Regions from separate parts of the Mus musculus genome. Here region 2 is linked to region 1. The links are chromatin contacts, called in public promoter capture Hi-C maps. All regions are on one chromosome and are shown on one strand. The core of a region is the stretch at or near the end of the contact, and the rest is flanking DNA. Distances in the headings are between cores, read along the strand shown.

The links. Promoter capture Hi-C pulls out the DNA fragments that hold promoters and counts their contacts.
Region 2: a contact with region 1 is called in a promoter capture Hi-C map of neural stem cells. The contact joins the promoter of Rbm3os here to the promoter of Timm17b in region 1. A contact is called at or near these places in 21 of 39 promoter capture datasets (the 3T3-L1 cell line, 3T3-L1-derived adipocytes, the C10 cell line and 13 more), 12 of 484 Hi-C or Micro-C datasets (B cells, CD4 T cells, CD8 T cells and 8 more), 12 of 115 datasets of contacts at active chromatin or transcription factors (the 230-238 cell line, T-cell acute lymphoblastic leukemia, double positive thymocytes and 8 more) and 4 of 9 other capture datasets (adipose tissue, embryonic stem cells, liver and 1 more).

The regions. Positions count from the first base shown.
Region 1 is chrX:7,895,495-7,900,946 of GRCm38.p6, reverse strand. It overlaps Timm17b (translocase of inner mitochondrial membrane 17b), which reads right to left and starts at 1,611. Exons shown (of 6, transcript NM_011591.5): 1 at 1,478-1,611. The coding sequence starts at 1,503. Pqbp1 (polyglutamine binding protein 1) reads left to right here and starts at 1,947. Exons shown (of 7, transcript NM_019478.4): 1 at 1,947-2,176; 2 at 2,311-2,396; 3 at 4,535-4,646; 4 at 4,842-4,954; 5 at 5,065-5,343. The coding sequence starts at 2,330.
Region 2 is chrX:8,141,628-8,146,808 of GRCm38.p6, reverse strand. It overlaps Rbm3os (RNA binding motif protein 3, opposite strand), which reads right to left and starts at 1,382. Exons shown (of 3, transcript NR_033561.1): 1 at 1,078-1,382; 2 at 191-317. Rbm3 (RNA binding motif (RNP1, RRM) protein 3) reads left to right here and starts at 929. Exons shown (of 7, transcript NM_001166410.2): 1 at 929-1,171; 2 at 1,737-1,854; 3 at 2,130-2,236; 4 at 2,862-2,961; 5 at 3,058-3,151; 6 at 3,480-3,558; 7 at 3,854-4,453. The coding sequence starts at 1,752. The coding sequence ends at 3,537.

The DNA.
Region 1 (5,452 bases), core at 362-2,861:
GAAAAGATTGGGTTAATGTGAGACCCTGCCCTGCTTGGAGAACCAAACAGGGAAGCTCAGGACTGATGCAGAACACCTTAGATGACAACAAATTAGTTCTGACACTTTTTATATTCCCCAGAAAGCCAGAAAGGAAAACCAGATGTGTTTCTGCACACCTGTGATCAACACTTGGAAGGCTGAGACAGGAGGATCACAAGTTGGCAGTCCAACTTGGGCTCTAAATGGAGACCCTGTCCCACAAAGAAAGTTTGTGCCTTTTAATACCAGCACTCTGAGGTCAGAGGTCAGCCTAGTCTAGTCAGTTCGAGGCCAGCCAGGGTTCTATAGTGAGATACTGTCTCAAAACAAACAAACCCCAAAAGAAAAGGTTTGTAAATCTATCTGTGGTACAAAAGTGAGAAAACAATTTGGGATGGGGGAGGTGTCTCACCACATAGCCTTGCAACGATGGGTTTACTACTGGCAGAGCAGTGCTCTTGATTACAAGCAAGCGTCAATACAACTGTTTTTGTCATTATCAAAAATCAAATGGCTTTGGAATCTAGGTCCCCTGTCCCCCACAATCTGTCTCTTGCTTAAATCAACTACTCTACCACTGAGCCCCTATGACTGTTTCTGACAATACAGTATTCTCAGAGAGTTCTACGTGAAACTAGATTTGAAGAACAGAGTCCCTCAAATCCTAGAACCAGGAGCCAAAAACAAAATGGTTTTTGTTACTATCAAAAATCAGTAAGAGTTGTCATGTGCCTGGCAGGGGTGGTTCACGCCTTTAATCCCAGAACTTGGGGGGCAGAGGCAGGAGGATTTCTTAGTTCAAGACTACAGAGTGAGTTCCAGGACAGCCAGGGCTACACCACAGAGTAACCGTGTCTGGGAGGGGGGGGGGGGAGTTGTCGTGTCAGGCTTCAATAGTGTTAACTAGCAAACGTTATTTAAGTAAAATATAAACAGGGTGACTGACACTCGGTTCGACACAAAAAGCACGTCCAGAGAAACCCTTGTGTCCTTTTAAAACCTAAATCGGACAAATCAAAAGACCGTGCGGAAAAGCCAGGTGCCATCTGGCTTAGCCCACAGTGAGTTCACACATGCCCTATCCTATGTCAAAAGCCAGCCTGAGAAAAGCGACACGAAGAAACCCTGTGGATATTGGCTCCACGCCTCTCCTCCCTCACCGCCGGAATGGATCTGCCCAGCGTTTCTCTTTTGGCTCACAAAGGGGGTCTAGGAGAAGAGCCAGGGCAACAGTGCGATAGTTTGTCCCACACCGCACATACTGGGACACTCCACGGTGGCGGTTTTTTGACGAAGTCCGAGTGGGAGGGGCCATGCCGGATGCGCAGAGGCAGTGAAGTTTCCGAGCCTCCCGGGTCAGGGACTTGACACTGCAGCCCCTGCCTTCCCCGCCCGCCTCCCGTTGTCCGCCTGAGCGTCGCGCGGACTGTCCCGAAGCCTGTGCCCATCGCCGTACCAAGGTTCGCGAGCGTACTCCTCCATGGCGCCAGAGTCCGGCCTGGCGCAGTCGGTGGCGCGGGCGAGACACTCCCCCCGTCCCCCTCCCGCTCCGAAACGCCCACAAGCTCTGAGGCGCTGTACGTAGACCAAGGGAACAATTGGTTCTTCTCTGCTTACGTAAGGCCAACGGCGCGCTCTTATTGGCTAGCCAGAAGGGCCACATCCGTTCCATGTAAGCGTCGGATGCGACCAGTTAATTGCACCTGGGGAGAGTCGAGGAGCCTGTTGTGCTTTAAACCAAGAGCCCTTCGGTGTTGGTAAGCACTGTGCCAATGAGGGAGAGGAGGGTAAGGAGATAGACTTTGACTAATCGCACAGTTGTACTGGTAAGGCTGGGGTGTAAGCTTTCTTTTAAAGCTGGAGATGGCGTTGGCATTGTATCTCCCCCATCCTAGCGCCTTGGTTCCGCCCACCGTGCGGACTTTGAGGAACGTTGGGTGATCCCATTTCTGGGTTGCGGGTGTGTGGCACTTGGTCCCTTGGGTGATGGGTGGAGCCTTGGTCTAGAGAGGAACTGGGTCTTTGGTCCATCCGGTCTCCAGTGCCTGGGTCCGGAGAGTTCTGCTGATCCTAATTCTGGCCATATTGCTACATATCTCTTTTATCTTTTAGCACGCATTTTTGTTCTCTTCCAGCTACTGTTGCAGTTACGTAGGTGTGTGTGTGTGTGTGTGTGTGTGTGTGTGTGTGTGTGTGTGTGTGTGTGTGTGAACACACGCGTGGTTACTGGCTATCCAGATTGAAATGTTAATCAGATCTGCCCTTCAGTACTGTCTTGTCTGTTTCTAGGTCTGGTCAGCTACCCACTATGCCGCTTCCTGTTGCGCTGCAGACCCGCTTGGCGAAGAGGGGCATCCTCAAACATCTGGAGCCGGGTGAGAAAACTAAAAGCAGATGCATCTATCATGTGCCAGTGTTAATAGACGTTCTGCTGTTTATTCTATTCTTTATTCCCCCTTTTCTCCGCCCCCTCCCGCCCCTGTCGAACCTAGGTGTTTGCTAAGTAAGTGCTCTGCCATCTTCTGCCGTCCTAGTGTGCATCTTCCCCCGCCCCCTTGTACTGCTGGGGTTAGACCAGAGCTCTTGGATGCGCTCTATTGAAGTATATCTCCTTGACTGGCACCTTGGTTTTGATACTTGGTATCTTGCATGGCCTGGCAGGCATCTCGTTGTCAATATAATTTTTTCTGATATTCATTACTTCTTCGTGGTTGGTGGGTGCTGTGTGAAGTGTAAGGCTGGAGGGATAGCTTTAATTTAAGTCATGAATCAAGTGGACACGGTGGCAGGTACAAATATCTCAGGTACTAAGGAGGCTGAGCTACAAACATGGCTTGAGTCCAGGAGGTCAAGGCCAGACATGGCAATTTGGCAAGACCCAGTCTTCAAAAAATAAAAAACAAATAGACATAAGTATGGTGGCATTCATCTGTAGTCCCCAGCATGGCTGGGGCAGGTAAAAGGGATCACAGGAGACAGCCTGGTTTACATACTGAATTCTAGGCCAGATATACATGTGTCTGTGTGTGTATGTACACATGTATATATGTGTATATATATGTGTGTGTATCAGAAAATAAGTAAAATAAACCCATGACTGCATGGTATTTAACTAATTAATGTTTGAGACATGGTCTCATTCTGTACTTCTGGCAGGCCTGGGACCCATTCTGTATATCAGGCTGGCTTTGCATTCATCAAGATCTGCCTGTCTCCGCTTTCCTAATGCTAGGATTAAGGGTCCAAAAAGGCATCTGATCTATCCTGCAGTCTCCTATGTGCCAAATACAGTGACAGGATGCTGATGCTCTATGTTTACCTCAGCAGAGGTACTTGGGTGATGGGCACCATAACCATTAACATTTATTTAAGGCTGCCTAAGTGCCTGGCACGTATGATATGCTAACAGTCAAAAAAGATGATCTGGGGGCTGGAGAGATGGCTCAGCAGTTAAGAGCACTGACTGCTCTTCTGAAGGTCCTGAGTTCAAATCTCAGCAATCACATGGTGGCTCACAACCATCTGTAATGAGATCTGATGTCCTCTTCTGGAGTGTCTGAAGACAGCTACAGTGTACTTACATATAATAAATAAATAAATAAATCTTTAAAAAAAAGATGATCTCTTAATAAGATTTACTGTATTACTAGGTGCTAATTATACATTATTGCCAATAGTAATAAAGTGGGGCATGAGTTTTGACCTATATGGTGTGCTAGGCACTGGAAAAGTACATCATATTATTGTATGGACAACTGACATCTATTACAAGACTACTTTGTGCCAGACATAGACTTTGTGCCTAACAGTACTAATAATGACCACTGATATTTGTTTTCTTGGGGGTGTTAGGATATGAATCCAGGGCTTCAGGCAAACCCCATATCATTAGTGTTTCTTTTAAATCTTTTTGAGTACTGAGCCCACTGCTGATAGTGTTTATTAGCAATATGGACAATCATACCTGACATCTCTTTTGGTGTCACTATGATGTTGTAGGCACATGCATTTTATTGTTAATTATACCCAGAGCTTAAATCTGTTATGTGCTTACTGATGGCCAGGCACTGGGCTGATAAGAGACACCATCTTTATTCTACTATCACTAGATGTCTGCTGCAAGCTTGCTGTATATCCGCCCCTAGGAATAGAGTCAAAGCAATGTTTACATCAATTCCTTGTTATCCAATATTCATGAGCCAGAAACCCATTGAAGTTCAGGATATGGATAGATTAGCCATTATTTTAGGCAACCCCCCTACTGTTCCAAGCCATTTCATTGAAATACGTTGGGATAATACAATGCCACATGGTATCTGAACTCAGGAATTGATTGGATATCAAATTTTTGAAGATTATCAACGCTGAGCATGTACTTCTGTCTTCCCTGCATGGTGGTGTAGATGTGAGTGGTCAGTCATGTCTCCATGCCTGAGAATAGGAGGAGAACCCCCACACACACACCATCACTATCGGGTAATTCAACTGCTTTTCTCCTTCCCCATTCTTCCAGAGCCAGAGGAAGAGATTATTGCTGAAGACTACGATGATGATCCTGTTGACTATGAGGCCACCCGGATAGAGGGTCTGCCACCGAGCTGGTACAAGGTGTTTGACCCTTCTTGGTGAGCCTACCAACATGGTGGGATGGACTTCATGGACAACATGGTGGCCTTGCCCTTCCTGTGTTCTCTCTTACTGTGGGTCGAGAGGGACGAGATGTGCATGTGGGACCATGAAGCAGATCTGGACGCAGGTTGAGGTGACAGGTGGTATAAGGGACATCTGAGCTGACACTCCCTCCCTCTCACTGCCCACAGCGGACTCCCTTACTATTGGAATGTGGAGACAGACCTTGTGTCGTGGCTCTCACCACATGATCCTAACTTTGTCGTTACCAAATCCGCCAAGAAAGTCAGGAACAATAATGCAGGTGAGTTGGCAGATGCAGGGATGCTTTAGTGATTCTTGCAGTCTCGGAGAGAGGCTGAAGAGAGACCATATGTGTAAGAGAGAGGCTTCAGGATTTGTGTGTTACCATAGATGCTGAGGACAAGTCGGACCGGAATCTTGAAAAGGTGGACAGAAATCATGAGAAGTCAGATCGTAGTCATGAGAAGCCAGACAGGAGCCACGAGAAGGCAGACCGAAACCACGAGAAGAATGACAGAGAACGAGAGCGCAACTACGACAAAGTGGATAGAGAGAGAGATCGGGACAGGGAACGAGAGCGGGCATTTGACAAGGCAGACCGGGAAGAGGGCAAAGACCGACGCCACCATCGCAGAGAGGAACTGGCTCCTTACCCCAAGAACAAGAAAGGTAAGCACAGCCGGACGAGGTGGTGCATGCCTTTAATCCCAGCTCTTGGGAGGCAGAGGGAGGTGGATTTCTGAGTTCGAGGCCAGCCTGGTCTACAGAGTGAGTTCCA
Region 2 (5,181 bases), core at 133-2,632, 250 kb before region 1:
GTGATGATCCCAGCACTGAAGAGGCTGAGGCAAAAGTTTTATGAGTTCCAGGGTGACCTGAGCATACAGTGAGGGACAGACCACAGGGTGAGAAATATTAGAACAACAAAAAGTATTCAACTAAAGATAACTACTTACAAATTTAATAAAAATCCATGAAAATCACTGAGAAATGTGGGAATAAGCTTACCAGGAATTACAGATGAATGGCATCCAAAGGGTAGCAAATCGATTTGTGGTGGGGTTGGTGGAGGAGTGGGAGGCAGGCCTTTACAATGTTGAACAAATTTATTCTAGGAGTCAACAATGTAGAGTTCCTGGAGGCAAACAAGTTATTAGGCACTGAAGGCTGGGAAAGATCACATCGTCAGGCAGTGGACTTAGACACTACTTGCTATGGATTTCATTATGTACTGCAAAAGTTCATCCTTTCGATCAAGACCCAGTATCCCGAATAGAGAGTAAAATTCGTTTAGTGGATTGAGATTTGCATCCTTTGAAGCTAGGCTACCTGGCTTGCTGAACGCATTATCAGGCGTAAAGAGACTGTCAGATAAGGATGCAAACTTAAGTCAGAGGATGACACCAAGGGAAGGAGTCCGCTAACACACAGCTATATGTTAGGAGGAGGGGCTAAGCATTCGGAAATGTAAGGTTTGACAGGAAGAACTCTGAAGGCCTCGGGGCCTTAAGGGATATGCAGTTAAAGGTCTAAAAAGAAAAGATTGGTTTCTGAGGACGGCAGTTCGCTGGCACCGACCTACTGTCAGTTAGGACTTCCTATGGAAAGGGAGAGATGACGTCAAAAACACTGAAAATGACGTCAGGGAGGAAAAGGCTCTATGGATCCAACCGTTTGAGATGGAAAGGGGGCCAGTCTCTCGGGCAGAAAGGAGATGCTTATAGGAGAACGCACTGAACTCATAAAGCTCCTCTCGATTCCCGGAAGCGGCGAGGCAAATTGCTGCCTCCGCCTTCCTCGTCCTCTTCCCAACCCCCCCCCCCCGCTGGCCTCAACCAATGAGCACGCACGCCAGGGCGCGCTGGGGGACGTTGTGTGACGTCTCGGCTACGCACGCTTTATCAGGCGTCTTCCCGCGCCGCAGTCTCTCTGTTCTCCCGGTTCCTTCGAGCTCGTCGTCTCTGCCGTCCTCTGACTTTTAATTTCCAGGTAAGCGCCTTCGCCTTGCTCAGCGCTCGTTCCCCACCTCACTTCCTTGCCCTCTATGGGCGAGGGACGAGGGCAGGAAGAGTTGTGGCCGCTGATATGTGGGCTTGAGCTTTGAGGAGGGTTAGTCCCAGGCTCGAAGGCAAAAATGTATTCATTGTGAGGCGGGCGTGCTGCATCGGAACGGGAGAAATGCCGGAAGGCACGGGCTCGGGCGGCGGCGGGGACCACGCGCCAACCTGTACCGGCTGTCCCTTCCCACGTGACCGCCGCCATCTTGTTCTGCGGGGAAAGAGGAAATGCAATGCTGCTGTAGGCCTGCGCGACCGTACAAAATGACGGGCGTGGCAGCCTGGGATGTTGTGGGCATGCGCGATAGGAGTCATCAAATGGCGGATGGGCTCACCCAGCCTTGCTGGTTCCCGCCTTTTCTGCTCCCGAGCCTCTTGCCATTTGAATTGTCTCTTTTAACCCATTTTCTGTCTTCGCTGTAATTCTCTGTATCCGGATATTGTACACCTCACTACCTGCCACATTGACTCCCCAATAATTCGTGCACTCCCTTTAGGACTTGCCTTCTGCCATGTCGTCTGAAGAAGGGAAACTCTTCGTAGGAGGGCTCAACTTCAACACCGATGAACAGGCACTTGAAGACCACTTCAGCAGCTTTGGGCCTATCTCTGAGGGTGAGCCATGGACCAGCCCCGGGGTTGAGGGTTGGTGGAGAAGAGCTAGTCTAGAACTAAAACCTGAAATTCTCTTTAACTTCCATGTCTGTACGGTAACGGTTAGGCTGAAATAAATTCAGTTGGATACAGGATTTTTTTTTTTTTAAACAGGAGCGGGGGGGTTGGCGGGGTCCTAATTCTCCCAAGTGCTATTTGATCTGTGGCTGTGCCTGGCTATTACTTTCTACTTAGATGTTAGGGTTCTAACATTTGTCTTTCTGCCCCTCCCCCAGTGGTTGTTGTCAAGGACCGGGAGACTCAAAGATCCCGGGGTTTTGGCTTCATCACCTTCACAAACCCAGAGCATGCCTCAGATGCGATGAGAGCTATGAATGGAGAGGTGAGGCCTCCTGCCTGCACAGGGGCCGTCTCCCTGTCTGCCACTTTCTTCGTTCTTTCTGTTTTCCCTCTATGTCTGCCAGGGGCAGCGTGGCCACTCACAGGAGCATGACTGCCTTCTGTTCTAGGGGGTGGAGGGCAGCGGCAGACAGAGCCGGGCTGCCTGGGAGGCGACGACTGGTCCTGCATGAGGCGGAGAAGCCACCTGTGGATGGTTGACCTGCTCTGGGCTTAGGTAGTAGAGTCTGCAGAGCTGTGGGCCTGGCAGAGGACCGGAGAGGACCTCGTGAGTCTGCTGGGATGGACTCTGAAGCCTCAGACCGAGAGAGGTGTCTAGCCCTAATAGTCGGGCAGCTTAGAGGAGTGGGGAGGATACGTCAGCCTGAGTTCAGTCAAGATGTAAGTAGTAGCAGGGGAGACCGGTGGATTCAGGTCTTTTTGTGGGATTCCATAGCTCCTGGTGAAGCCATTCTGGTCAGCGGAGCTTGGCTTGGACGAGGCACCCAGAATTTGGTGCCCAGCAGGAATTTCTGGGCTCTTGCCTACACCTACCTGCCTGTGCCCATTCTTCCCTCATCCCTACTGTGACTGACAATTCCTTGTGTCTGTCTCCTTCCCATACCTAGTCCCTGGATGGGCGCCAAATCCGAGTTGATCATGCAGGAAAGTCTGCCAGGGGATCCAGAGGGGGTGCCTTTGGTGGGCGTGGTCGCAGTTACTCTAGAGGTAAGTGCAGTCATGGTTTGATTATGAGATTAAGTAGCGCTATTTAATGTTAAGAGCCTATGTCTGAACAGCTACTATTTGAATATTTTTCTGTAGGTGGTGGAGACCAGGGATATGGAAGTGGAAGATATGACAGTCGTCCTGGAGGATATGGATATGGGTATGGGCGGTCTAGAGACTACAGTGGCAGGTGGGTATTGAGAGGTTGGGATAGTCAGGTACCAGTGTTTTTAAATCTAGTTTATGCTGAAAATGGGAATTTTACATAGTGCTCATATTTTATGTATCCTGTTTATTATACATTTTTTAAGAGTATTATGTGGCTTGGATATATCAAAGGTCAATTGCCCGTGCCCACCATGTACCAATCTCAAGAATACAGTCTCCATCACCTGAAAACTGACTAACATTTCTATTGTGAATCTGCTATTATGAAACATGACATGTATAGTTTTTAGTGTTTAATGTCTACAATGTAGAATACATTCTTGTAAAACAATATCGCTTTTTCCCAGAAGCCAGGGTGGCTATGACCGCTACTCAGGAGGAAATTACAGAGACAATTATGACAACTGAGATGGGGCATGCACACAAAATGTAGGTGAGACCTGAAGATTGGCATTGCGTCAACCTGTTATCATCAGACCCTCTTCTCCCTTTTGCTTTTCTTCTCGCCACACTGCCCTTTATCTCTGCTGCCTTGATGCCTAACCCAGCCACTTGGGTGCTCTTGCTGTTACATGCATGCCAGAGCTAGTTGAAGGGGGGGCGGAGGCGGGGCATGGTAGAAATAAAAGAGGTGGTATGCTGCATCTTTATCAACTCTGGGAGGTAAGCGTGTTATCAGTCTGTTTCTTCCTGACATCAAAATTCTACCTCTTACTATTCTCAGATACACAAGGAATAACACTTCTGATCCAGGATCGTCCTTGCAAATTGCTGTATTTATAAAGATTTTTGGAGCTGCGCTGAAACGTCTGTTTTAGTACATCAAGTTCTATTTTTGAATTGAGCTCCCAAGGTAGTTTGTTAAAGAACTTTTAGAAAGCTCCATGTGTTCTTTAAACATTTTTTCCCTTTTAAAAACAAATTTTAAGACATTTGTTACAGTCCCAATATTTTTCCTTTTATCAGAATTTTTGTTTAGGCACTCAGGATTATTGTTTCTGGCCAAAAGAAAAAAGTGGCCAGGCTAAATCAGTTTTTAAAGTTGATGTGTATTTAGGGACATTTTAAAACCTTGTAAACAATGTTTATCATGGCCAGAAAGTGATTTCTGAATGTACCTATGAACAATCCGAGTCAAGATCATGATTGCTTAGAGATGTTTTTTATTAAAGATCACCATCCTGATTATATAGAAGAGCTTCTTTAAAATGTTTGTGAATGTCATTTTTTAATACTGGAAGAAAAGTATTCTGTTGTGTCTGATGTGTTTAGGATGTCCTTTATGGAGCTAATTAAAAGATGAAACCTGAACACAAATCAATACTGATAATGCTTTTTCCTTATTCAAACCCAGTTTACAATTTAGAGCGAGAGGCAAGTCAGGAAGATGAAGCTTGGAAAACATACTGGGATGGATGGGCAGGAACTGTCAGAAGGGTTGAGGCTTGAATTTGAAGTTAGTTTGGGTATATGGTGAGACATGAAATGTGATGGATACAGATGAAAGTCAGTCCCCTTCTGACTAGAATTGGGTTTTCTGAAATTGTTTCTTGGTTCTTTTCACAACTATTACTTTAAGTTTGCTTTTCTGGGTACAAGGTAGATGGATATCCTCCTTGCAAGATTGTTCTGAGAAGATAAGTGCCTTAATCTCATAACATGGGCAGTAAACTTATACACAGAGTAGTGCACTTTTCTTTTTTAAAGATTTATTTATTATTATATATAAGTACAATATGCTACAGATTCAGGCATCAGATCTCATTATGGGTGGTTGTGAGCCACCATGTGGTTGCTGGGATTTGAACTCATGACCTTCGGAAGAGCAAGTTGGTGCTCTTACTCACTGAGCCATCTCGCCAGCCCCATAGTGCACTTTTCTTAATGGGGACTGGAGTGGTGGTATATGCTATATGTCAGACATAAAGGAAACTTTACTAAAAAATGGGGATTAAGGTAGTTCAGACTGGATTCAGGTTCCTGAATTCAAATGTAGGCACTATACCCTGCTCTTTGACCTTTAACTTCTGCTTTCCTTAGCATAGTGTTCCA